2 separate regions of the Oryctolagus cuniculus genome follow, and region 1 is linked to region 2. Evidence: chromatin contacts called from public Micro-C data. All regions are on one chromosome and are shown on one strand. Each heading gives the region's core, a stretch centred on a gene start, on an enhancer-like site or on the middle of the called end of the contact. The rest is flanking DNA. Distances are from core to core; before and after follow the strand shown. Region 1 overlaps SLC7A1 (solute carrier family 7 member 1). Region 2 holds the start of UBL3 (ubiquitin like 3).

The links. Hi-C and Micro-C count contacts between places; a contact is called where the count stands out from the background.
Region 1: a Micro-C map of ear pinna shows a contact between it and region 2, with 5 times the contacts expected there. The contact joins the enhancer-like site here to the promoter of UBL3 in region 2. A contact is called at or near these places in 2 of 6 Hi-C or Micro-C datasets (ear pinna and an unstated tissue).

Annotation. Positions count from the first base shown.
Region 1 is chr9:85,060,867-85,066,033 of mOryCun1.1, forward strand. SLC7A1 (solute carrier family 7 member 1) reads left to right here. Exons shown (of 13, transcript XM_070049065.1): 13 at 515-4,697. The coding sequence ends at 618. Among named protein-coding and RNA genes, the nearest start is that of SLC7A1, 85 kb to the left of the region's middle. Within about 2 kb of position 1,530, at least 1 of the 8 cell types and tissues checked has an H3K27ac peak or open chromatin away from gene starts, as enhancers often do.
Region 2 is chr9:84,753,898-84,758,517 of mOryCun1.1, forward strand. It overlaps UBL3 (ubiquitin like 3), which reads left to right and starts at 3,106. Exons shown (of 5, transcript XM_008273523.4): 1 at 3,106-3,250. The coding sequence starts at 3,224.

The DNA of each region.
Region 1 (5,167 bases), core at 280-2,779, 310 kb after region 2:
CGGCTCCTTTGCTGACAGTGGGCGTGGGGGAGGTGCTGCTGGACAGAGGCTGTGGGGGGCTCTGGTCCTCTTGGGTGGTGCAGCCTGGTCTGCGGCCGGCTGACTGTGCCCCACCTCTGGGCCTCTGGCCCTCGGCAGGGGGCGTGGTCAGGTTCTTCCTTTCCCTGTGTCTTAAGTGCTGGTGCAGGTGCCAGGGGGTGGGCCTTGACCTTTGTGCCCTTTTAGCCTTCTTGGTCTCCCGTGGTTCATGGGGGGCATACAGGGTGACTGCTAGGTGGTCTTAGGCCTCCAGGAGATGACCCAGGGCTAAGTGGGAGGGCCTCAGGTCCTGGGAAGGGAGAGATGGGGAGGAGGGCTAGCTGCCATGTGTGCCCAGGGCACACTGCAGTGAGGCCAGCCGGGAGCCCGTGCCCGAGGCAGGATGAGGCAGCTGTTGATTGTCCAGAGGCGGGAAGTCAGGGGTAGGGACCGCGCGCCCTGCGCTCACCCTCATCCCTCTGCTCTCGGCCCGCAGGCTTCATCATCTACTTCGGCTACGGGCTGTGGCACAGCGAGGAGGCGTCCCTGGCCGCCGGCCAGGCAAGGACTCCTGAGGGCAATTTGGACCAGTGCAAGTGACGCGCAGCCCCGCCCGCTGAGGGCCACCCCCTGAGGGCCGCCACGCCCCCTGCCCTCCCCAGCGGGGCCGCGGGACCCACCCACATCCCCGGCGCCCCCAAGCGGGCAATTACTTGAACTGCAGCCTCGGCCACGGCGGTTGAGGCCGGTCACCTCCAGCAACTCCTTGGCAGGGGGGTGGCCGCCATGTCTCCTCACCCCCGCTCCAAAGCAAGCAAACAGCGCTTCTGTCGCCAGCTCTGTCCCGGGCCGCGGCGGCCAGCTTCTCTCCTCAGCTCGGGACCGCGGGCCACCCTCCCCGGGACCACGCTGGCCTGTGAACTGCGCACCCCGCGGCCGGCCACAGGCCCACGGCCCCGGCTGCTGCTCCCAGCCCGGCCCCTCCGAGCCGGACGCCCTCGGTGGGCGGCCCCTGGGATTGCAGTCAGGGGTCTGATTTGCAAAGGATGCAGGGCCTCCAGCGGCGGGGAGAGTGGGGCTGGGGGCGCCTACGCAGTGCGCACGCCAGACGCTGCCCCAGCCCCGGCGGGGCTCGCGGCTGCTGGCCTCGATCGCCGCTGGCCATGCGTGCTGAGCCTCTGGAACGGGCGACGAGGGGCGCAGCGTTGGCCTTGGGGTGGCGGCGTGTAGAAGTCTCCAGGGGACTGTCCCAGTCACCGAATCTCCTGGGGTGCCTAAGGTTCCCTGAGCAGGAGGCAGCTCAGTGACCTGGTGACCCCAGCCGTGGGCTGCGAGCCCCTGCGTGTGCGCCACGGGATTCAGTCCTGGCAGCTGCGAGTCCCTGCGTCAGGTTCCCTTGGGGCTTGGCTCAGAAAACTGGATCGCGACCGCCCGCCTGGCCGGCCACACTCCCGCCCGCTTCAAGTGCTTGAGCCTGCCCGAGGCCCCGCCGGGACCCAGGTGTCCGCGCCGGCACGCTGTGCCCCTCCCGCTCAGCCCCCGGCGGCAGCCCTGGTTGCACGCTCCTTGGGGAGCGGGCCCCGGGTGACCTCTCTGGTGCCCTCTCCGCTGCCGCGGGAAGCACCAGAGCTGCTTGCGAAGCTGTTTCCCGCTCCTTCCCTGGCTGTCCTCCCACTCGGAAAAGCCCTACACGTTGACTGCACTTGTCTCTCCGCGTGTCCCAGAGGGTTCTCGGAGAGCACTCCGAGAATGAGGGCCACAGCCCGAGGGCCGGCTCTCCCAGGGCCCAGCCCGTGGCAGGCGCTGCCGCCTCCTGGAAGCTGCCCTCTGAGCATCTCTGAATGTCCCAGAGGGAGTGGCACGAAGCTCAGAGCTTGGGTTTCCAAAGAAAGATATTTAAATTTATGTAGATTTGGTGCTGTAAAATATTTTGATAAACATTAACTTATTTTATTGGGGTTTTGGTTGTCTGTTGTCTTCTTAGGACCTAATACCTGTTTTTTTTTTCTTCTTTTTTTTTTGTGGCTGTTATTTTTCTACATAGGCAAAGAGAACTTGAGGGAAAGAGGGTGTCCAAGGACAGCTGGGGGAGGGGAGGGAAAACTTTTTTTTTCTTTTTTTCTTTCTGCCTGAGATGTCCACAGAGGATAGCACCTTGCAGATGAGACTGCGGTCAGCCACGTGTCGCATTGCACTGAGGGAAGGCGCGCTGCGTGGGTCCGCCCTCCTGATTGTCTGGGACACTGTGGGACCGGCCCAGGTGTTGCCCTGTGGCCGCCCGTTTCTGTACCGTTGTTGGGAGCGCCCCGTACACGGGGACAGGGCCGGAAGCAGTGGTGTCTGGGTGAACCCCTGCATTGTAGTTGGCTTTCTCTTAACATCCCAGGTGCCTTCCCCTGCAATGAATACACACACGGGCACAAAAAAGGGACCCATCATTTTGCGGCTCTGTTTATTATTATTATTATTATTATTAAAGATTTATTTTATTTGGAAGAGCTACAGAGAAAGAGAGAGAGAGAGAGCTGGTTCACTCCCCGAGGGCTGCAAAGGCCTGGGCTGGGCCAGGCCAAATCCAGGAGCTTCTTTTGGGTCTCTCACGTGGGTGCAGGGGCTCGGACGCTTGGGCCACCTTCTGCTGCTTGTCCCAGGTGTATGAGCAGGGAGCTGGATGGGAACTGACGCGCCCGGCTTGGCGTCTCCTAACGTCTCTGTGCCCGTGAGAATCATCCTGGGTTCACAGCCAGCCCAGGATTATCTTGCAGGGGAAATTTACAATCTGCATCAGCCGCAAGCCCACCCACCCTGGAAAGACCCATGTGCCATGAATAAGGGGCCCTCCCGTCTCGCCCCCACCGTCTGTGTGCATCCGTGACCCCTATTCGCTAAGGACCCCAGGACCTCTGCCCCAGAGCAGGGGAGCCCCGCAGAGGCGGGGTGGGCGTGGGGCCTCTGTAGGAGGGAGAGGGACAGACAGCCTGCCGCGTGGCTCGGATCATCACCCGCTTTGAGCTTGTGTTTTGTGCGACAGCAAACCCTTTCCACCAAGCCTCTGCCTTCCATCCGGCGATCATCCATGCGGTCCCGCATGCTGACTGCTGACGGGGCGGCCCCCGGCACAGCACCAGGAGGCACCAGACGGCACCTGCGGCGCGGGGGTCCTCCCGTCCTGTGCCACGCTCCCCACCTGCACGTCCGGCCTGGCGCTGGGGCAGGCAGATGGAACTCGGGTCATACATGCCATTCTCCCTATGTCTGCCACCAGCTGGTGTTGGCGGGCCCACCCAAGGCCAGGCAGGTGGAGCTTGGAGGCGGAGCCGGGAGTACTGCATTGCTGGCTGGGTTCCTGGGACAAGGATGGCCACGCCCAGGCCTGGAGGCCCTGCCCCCACCCCAGGTGCCCGGGTGCATCTGCACACATGCACCCCCTCGACACCACGAGCACTAGGGGTGGACTCTGACTGTGCCCTGGGCTGGATGGAGAGCTGTCACCAGGTGCACACTCCCGGGGGCTGCCGAGCTTCTGGAGGAGGGAATTTTTGGGGAGACGGGGTGTGACTTATGTGCATGGAATTGTCACTGAGTTCGTGCCATGTTTGTGTTGCTGCACGTCATTCAGACGGCATCTGTGTGCTGTGGTCATAAGAGCATCACACGTTCTCCCCTCCCTCCCCGCAGCAAGAGCGACATAAGCGTTTTGTCAGACTTCTGTGGACATGTTGGAGGGAACGAGTAGCGACACACTTAACTGATCAGGTAGTGCAAGATAGTACCCTCCACACATCAGCGAGGTTACGATGCCTAAAGGCTTTTGTAAGGCCAAAAAACAGTGTCAACTGCTTTTCGAGTTCCTCTCTGGAATCTGCAGCCTTTCTGTGCCTGCTGCTTCTTGGAGGCATGGTGTGTTGTCTCCAGAGGGCCCTGGCTCTGCCAAAGGGTCTCAGGGCACAGGCCTGGGTCACCCCGTGAGCGGGCAGAGCTGCAGAGACCTGGGCCGGGCGGATTTTCTCAGGGTATGAGTGTGTGCAGCAGGGACAGGAAACAGGCCAGGAGGACACTGGGACTCTGTTAATTTATTGAGATCTCTGATTTCCTGTTTTCTCCATCACAGACTTTTAAGTTTGGGACTTATTTTCCCTTTGGAGACGTTGTAATATATATTTAAGATACATTTCCTGCTTAAGTTGTGCCTTTTGGCTTCACTGGGTTTTAGGGGCACAGGGGGTCGTGCTGCTGAAGAGGGTGGGTTTATTATCAAACCTGGAGCGCTGTGGTTTCCAGCAAACTGTCTTCTACTGAATGTGGAGCCATTATTAGAGTTGTGCATTTTTATTATGTAAATTGTATGATAATTTTTGCTTGTTTGATGTTCTATTTTTCTACTAGTTTTTCTTAGAGTTTCTTAAATAATTATACTAGATTTAGATTCTGATGCTAACTGCAAACCAGGTTGGTTGCTGCTTGGGCCCCTCTGGGTTTTACTGTATTGTATTTTATTTTTTAAGGGCAAGTGCAGGTGTCGCCTCTCACCTTAAAAAAATGTGAAACTCTTCCATCTCCCCTTTCTGCTGACTACACTGTACATCCACGACTTCCCACCATGCTTTCCATGGTCAAAAGAAAAAAAAAAAAAGCGCTATCTCATGCTTCCACAAATTCTAATAAATGCTGTCTCTGCCTTCCGTGTGTATGGTGTGGTTTCGGGAATTCTGGCAATGTGGCTGTGCCCCCATGGAAAGTTCCAGATCCTGTTCTGTCCTACGGCTGATGGCCTGAAGTGCCCAGCCTTATTTTCCTGCAGTCACTGGGCGGGGAAGGGTGGGGTGTCTTATTCCAAGCACTTGAGCCTCTGTTGGGGAACCCCTAACACCTAGTTTGGGTCCCCCTCCCCCAACACCATCCTCCCTCCACCTCCCATCTTCTGTCCACCCTGGCTTGGACCTGGGACCCTAGAGAGGCTGCAAACCCCCCCTCTCTACTGTCGCCTTAGGCTTGCACTGGCTGCCCCGCACGTGTCTAGCGGAATGAGGTGGACGGGGCAGGTTGTAGCTCTCAGAACCTGACGCCGAACCCCCTTGAGAAAGGGGGCATTTCTGGCTCTGGAGGTCCAGGCGGGCAAGGCACCCTTCGTTCCCACACACAAAAGCAG
Region 2 (4,620 bases), core at 1,856-4,355:
CTTCCTTCTGTCTGATGCTGACAATAGACTCATGGTATAGAGATGTAACCCTTCCCTGCTGTAGGCAGCTGGGTTCCGGTCTGCAGCCCCAGGCTCACCCACCTGAGCTGCAGGCAGAGAACAAGAGAGGAGAGAGAGGAACATCTGCAAGTGTGTTCCGGACTGCTCCCTGTGCCTTAACTCTGTCAGGGAAGAGTTATAATGAGTTTTATGGAGAGTAATGGCTCAGCTCTCTTAGAAGAGTAATTGGAAACACAGGTAGGCGCAGTGATTTTCCTGGGGAAAGATGTGGCCTTCAGAGAGGTTGGTGGTGGTAGCAGGAGCAAGCAGCAACATTACAAGGCAAAAAAATGTCAAGGTCTCGGGCAGGCAGAGGGAGTCATTCCATCCCTGACTACAGGGCTGTTGAAAAGCAGCAGAGAAAGGGCGAGTTGGTGTTTTGATACCTGCTGTCATCTTATGCTTCTTGTCTGCCTGCTTCCGGTAGTTCTTAGGCCCAGCAGAGCCAGGGCCAGGGCTGTCAGAGGATCCATGTCGGGGAGAGGGACCAGCTTTGTGGGTGAGATCCTTCCAGATGTGTTCCAGCATCCCTCCTGAGCTTGGCGACTGAAGGGTTTTATTCTTCCCTGATTCCCGGGAGGGCCGGCTGATGGCAGCTTTGTGGCGGCTAACATGGGGAATGAGAGCTACACAGCATAGCAGAGACCATGGAAAACCGCCCCACCGTGAACAGACTGAGAAGTATCTGGACAAAGTCCTGGAGCCCAGTCATGGTGAGGTTGGGTCCCTGCTTTCCAGTGCCATTTGATCTCTTTGAGAATTTGATCTCTTTGCCTCCCGGGAGATGTGGGGCCCGCGTCTTGCTTGGAATTGCTCCAGCCAGGCTAGGCAGAGGCAGGCACTCAAAGCATTCTGTGAGTTTCCATCTGAGAGAGGAACCCATCTGGAGAGACTGCTGTGGGGAATGACACAGGCTTCCAGACACTGAGCTCCCTAAGGAGAGTGACTAGATCATTCATTTTTCATCTCCGAGTGCCCAGCAGAGTGCCTGGCACGCTTGTATGCTGAGTGAGAGAATGAGTTAGGTTACATTTCACATCCAAGGATGCGTGATTATTCACCAAGTGAGTTCCTTCCCATGCATGAAGTCATCCTTAGCCCTGGAAGGTAGGCAAGACTGTTTCACAGATGAGGTCACAGAGCTGTAGGTGGGAGAGCTGGCTCTCAGCTCTAAATCCATCGGCATTTTATACAGGTGTCTTATGGAGCTGCCCCCCCCCCTTAAAAAAATACTTTGCCTAAGGACTAAGAAAGAGATGAATGGGGATTCAGATGAACATTTGTGGTTTCTGTGTCTGGTTCCTAAATCTAGAGTAGACACATTCTCCACCTGAGTCTTCTCAATAATGGCATTATTCTCTGGCGTTCATTAGCCCCTGCAGAAGATGCCTAAGTCTTCAATTACATCAGGAGTTAGAATTCAGGAGCTAGTCTGGTAAATCAAATCCCCATGCAGTGTGTAGTAGTTATTTCCTGATATAGATTTGTCGTGATAATACTATTGTATCTAATGCAGTTTGGGGTAATTTCAATTAACTAGATTGTAGCTTTACAGCGCTGGGTCGCCAAGAAACACATGTTAAAACATTCTCACTGCTTAATGAGATCCTTGTTCCTGTTGAACTTCCATGACCTTATTGGAAATCAATGGTTGCTTCTGATCTTCAAAATGTAATGTTGAGAGGAACTAGATGAAATCCTGCTACCAAACCGTTTGCGACTGCAAGATGCGGAAAGCTTCCTGTAATGAAAAGGAATGATTCCGTAGACCGTATTTTTAACGCTGTGTGCATATCATGCATGAGGGAATGTCTCCTTGCAGAATTATTTCGCCTCAACAACCAACAATTCACAGGATCACAGCATTCCTTGAAGCAGGGTATCCCCTAACTCCTGGGCAGTAGCCAGGAAGGGAGCTTTTCTTTCCTAGTAACTGTTGCTATGGGGGGCGTGGCTTCGAAGTGCGCCGAGGACGCGTTCGGCGGCCCCCTCCTGCACCCCACCCCCGCGTGGACTACACTTCCCGTGATGCTCGAGGGTGGTCTCCGTAGTGACGCATTCGGTGCCCGCGAGGGAGGGAGCGCGGGGGCGGCGGCTGTGAGGGGGGCCGCGCTCTCCCGGTGTTCCCTACTCGCGCTCGGGCAGCCGCCCCCGCCGCTGCCGCCGCCGGCGCCGCCATGTTGGTTTGAGAGGCGATGACAGGAGGTGGCCGCGGCGTGTGGGGCTGAAAAGTGGAGGAGGAGAGACAAAAAGCCCGGAGAGGAAACCATTCCCGGGCTGAGGCGAGGGAGGACCCGGCCTCTTCCGGGGAGCTGCCGAAGTCGGCGACGCCGGAGCTCGCGAGGCCGGGGAGGGGAGGAGAAGGCGGGGACGGGGGAGGCGGAGGCAGAAGAGGAGCGCCGAGGAGCCGGAGACGATGCGCCGGGACCTCCGCCGCTGCCTGGAGGCGCTCGCGGCCTGAACCCGGCGGGGCCGTGCGGTGTCCTGGCCGCCCTGCGCCTTGCCTCTCGGCCCGGAGCTTGCGCTTTGGCTCGCCACGAGTTAAATGCCCTTGAGCTCGGCTCTCCGCGGCCCGGCTCTCCGCCCCGGCGGCGCGAGTTGAGCCGTTTCCCCGCGCGGCGGGGTCCGCGGCCACTTGCCACTCACGGCTCACGCGTCGATGTGTAGCTACATAGCTATCTATGTACATCCACGCCGGGGCATTTTTCTCCTGCTTAATGAGGACTTGACTCGGGAGCGAGTGTGAATCATTGCCGGGGCTGGGAAAGGAGGAAGGCGGATTTAACCCCCTCCCACCCCGCTCCATGTCCGTGTGTCACTCGGCTCCGTTCACCTGGCGCGGCCGGTCCTAGGGCTGCTGCTGACGACGACGACGACAACGGGGGCCGCCGCTGTCCCGAGAGCTTCCCCCCGCTCCGGCCGCCCGGCTCCTGGGGATTGTTTCCTCCTCGCACGGAACCTCGGCCGGGCCAGCACGTTGGCTCCGAAATAACTTCTTGTTTTTATTTTTTTGGAAAGCACATCGCGGACCAGTTGACATCGCGAAGGGTTATTTCTGCAGCTCGAAGACTTTTGGTCTTTTTGTTTGTTTATATTGTGTGGGGGGGGGTGTTTTTTTTTTTTTTTTTTGGCGTAAACATCCGAGTACATACCAAACGGCAAGATGTCCAGTAATGTCCCGGCGGATATGGTAAGTGAAGTTGTGACACTCTGATTTAATTGCGGCTTCCCATCTTGTTTGATCGGCAGGGACGCTGGCGTGGGGCGAGGGGTTGCCGGGGGCTGCCGAGAAGCCACCGCGGTGGCGGATTTGGAGAAGTTGGAGCTTCCGATTTCTCTCTTTTTCGAAAAGGGACTGCTTTGAACATGGGTTTTCTCATGCAGTTGCGTGTTCTCTCAATCGCTGAGGACCGTGGAAAAAGAAGTAAGAGAAACGTAGCCAGGCAGCCTGGCAGGGAAGGAGCCGTCTGGCTGTTTTTGCCAGAAGCCTGGGGACGCTGGTGTTTTAGCGCTTCGGGAAACGTCAGTGCCCGGGGGCAGAGCCGAGGGCGGCCGGCCCTCCTCGAGCCGGAGGTGGCCGGGGACAATCGCGCTCAGTCACTCTCGCAGTGGGCGCAAGCTTGGTATTTTTTCAGGAACGGGGCTCTGCACAGCACTTGCTGCGAGCCTTTTGCAGCGTCTGAGCGGGCGACTGTGGAGACGGAAACATTCAGATGTTTAGTTTTTTTTTTTTTTTTTTCCTACCCAACTCTCGGCTGACCGCCTATCGGTACTTTTCGTGTCTAGCCCAGGATTTGCAGTGCCAGATACGTAGTGCTATTACATCCGTAGACTTTGAAAGCTGCAGAAACGGCCTCTTGAGCTTTGGTCGCTTCGAGAACTCTCTTGTTTATTGACGCTTTTCTTTTTGTTTGTTAAAGGTTAGGCTTGTGAGGCTGTTGACAGTCACGGTGTAGCTCTACCGTGCTGGCGGGCGCTTTGTGTGAGTGTGAAATGACACTTTGCAGCCCTAAGGACTCAGAGAATGCAGTTAATAGGAAGTTGAAGAACTCGCTTTATGGAGAATGGAAGTTAATGCGGATGTGCTCACCGGAGTTAGCATTTGAGTGTGTATTCCTGCGAAAAAATAAAAAGGAACTTTGCTGATGACTGCATTTTAAAATGTCAAATACTTCTATGGGAGGAAACCTCCTTTGCAGATGTTTAAGATTGGAGAGATTAAAGGACTCCTCAGCGGGATATTTCGACCTTGGTGCAGAGACGTTTGCTTGTGTTTGATTTCTCATTTAGTGCGCTATTTAAATGCAAAGGAACCACGGGGTTCTGTCTCTTGGGTGGCCTCGGGAAGCCTTCCTCTGTTCTGAGTAGGAGGGCTCCTGCATTGTCCTTGTAGTTTTCGCTCTCTTCCTGGCGCGCCCACCTGAGAACCGCGAGGGGAAGCTGGACGCGGGTTCCTCTACGCTGCTCTTGAAGTTACCTGGGGAGGTCTCTGGACCGGGGTGGTGTGTGGGGGGGAGGTGCCGCTTCCCCTGCTCGATGAGGGCTCTGTGGGCTCGCTGC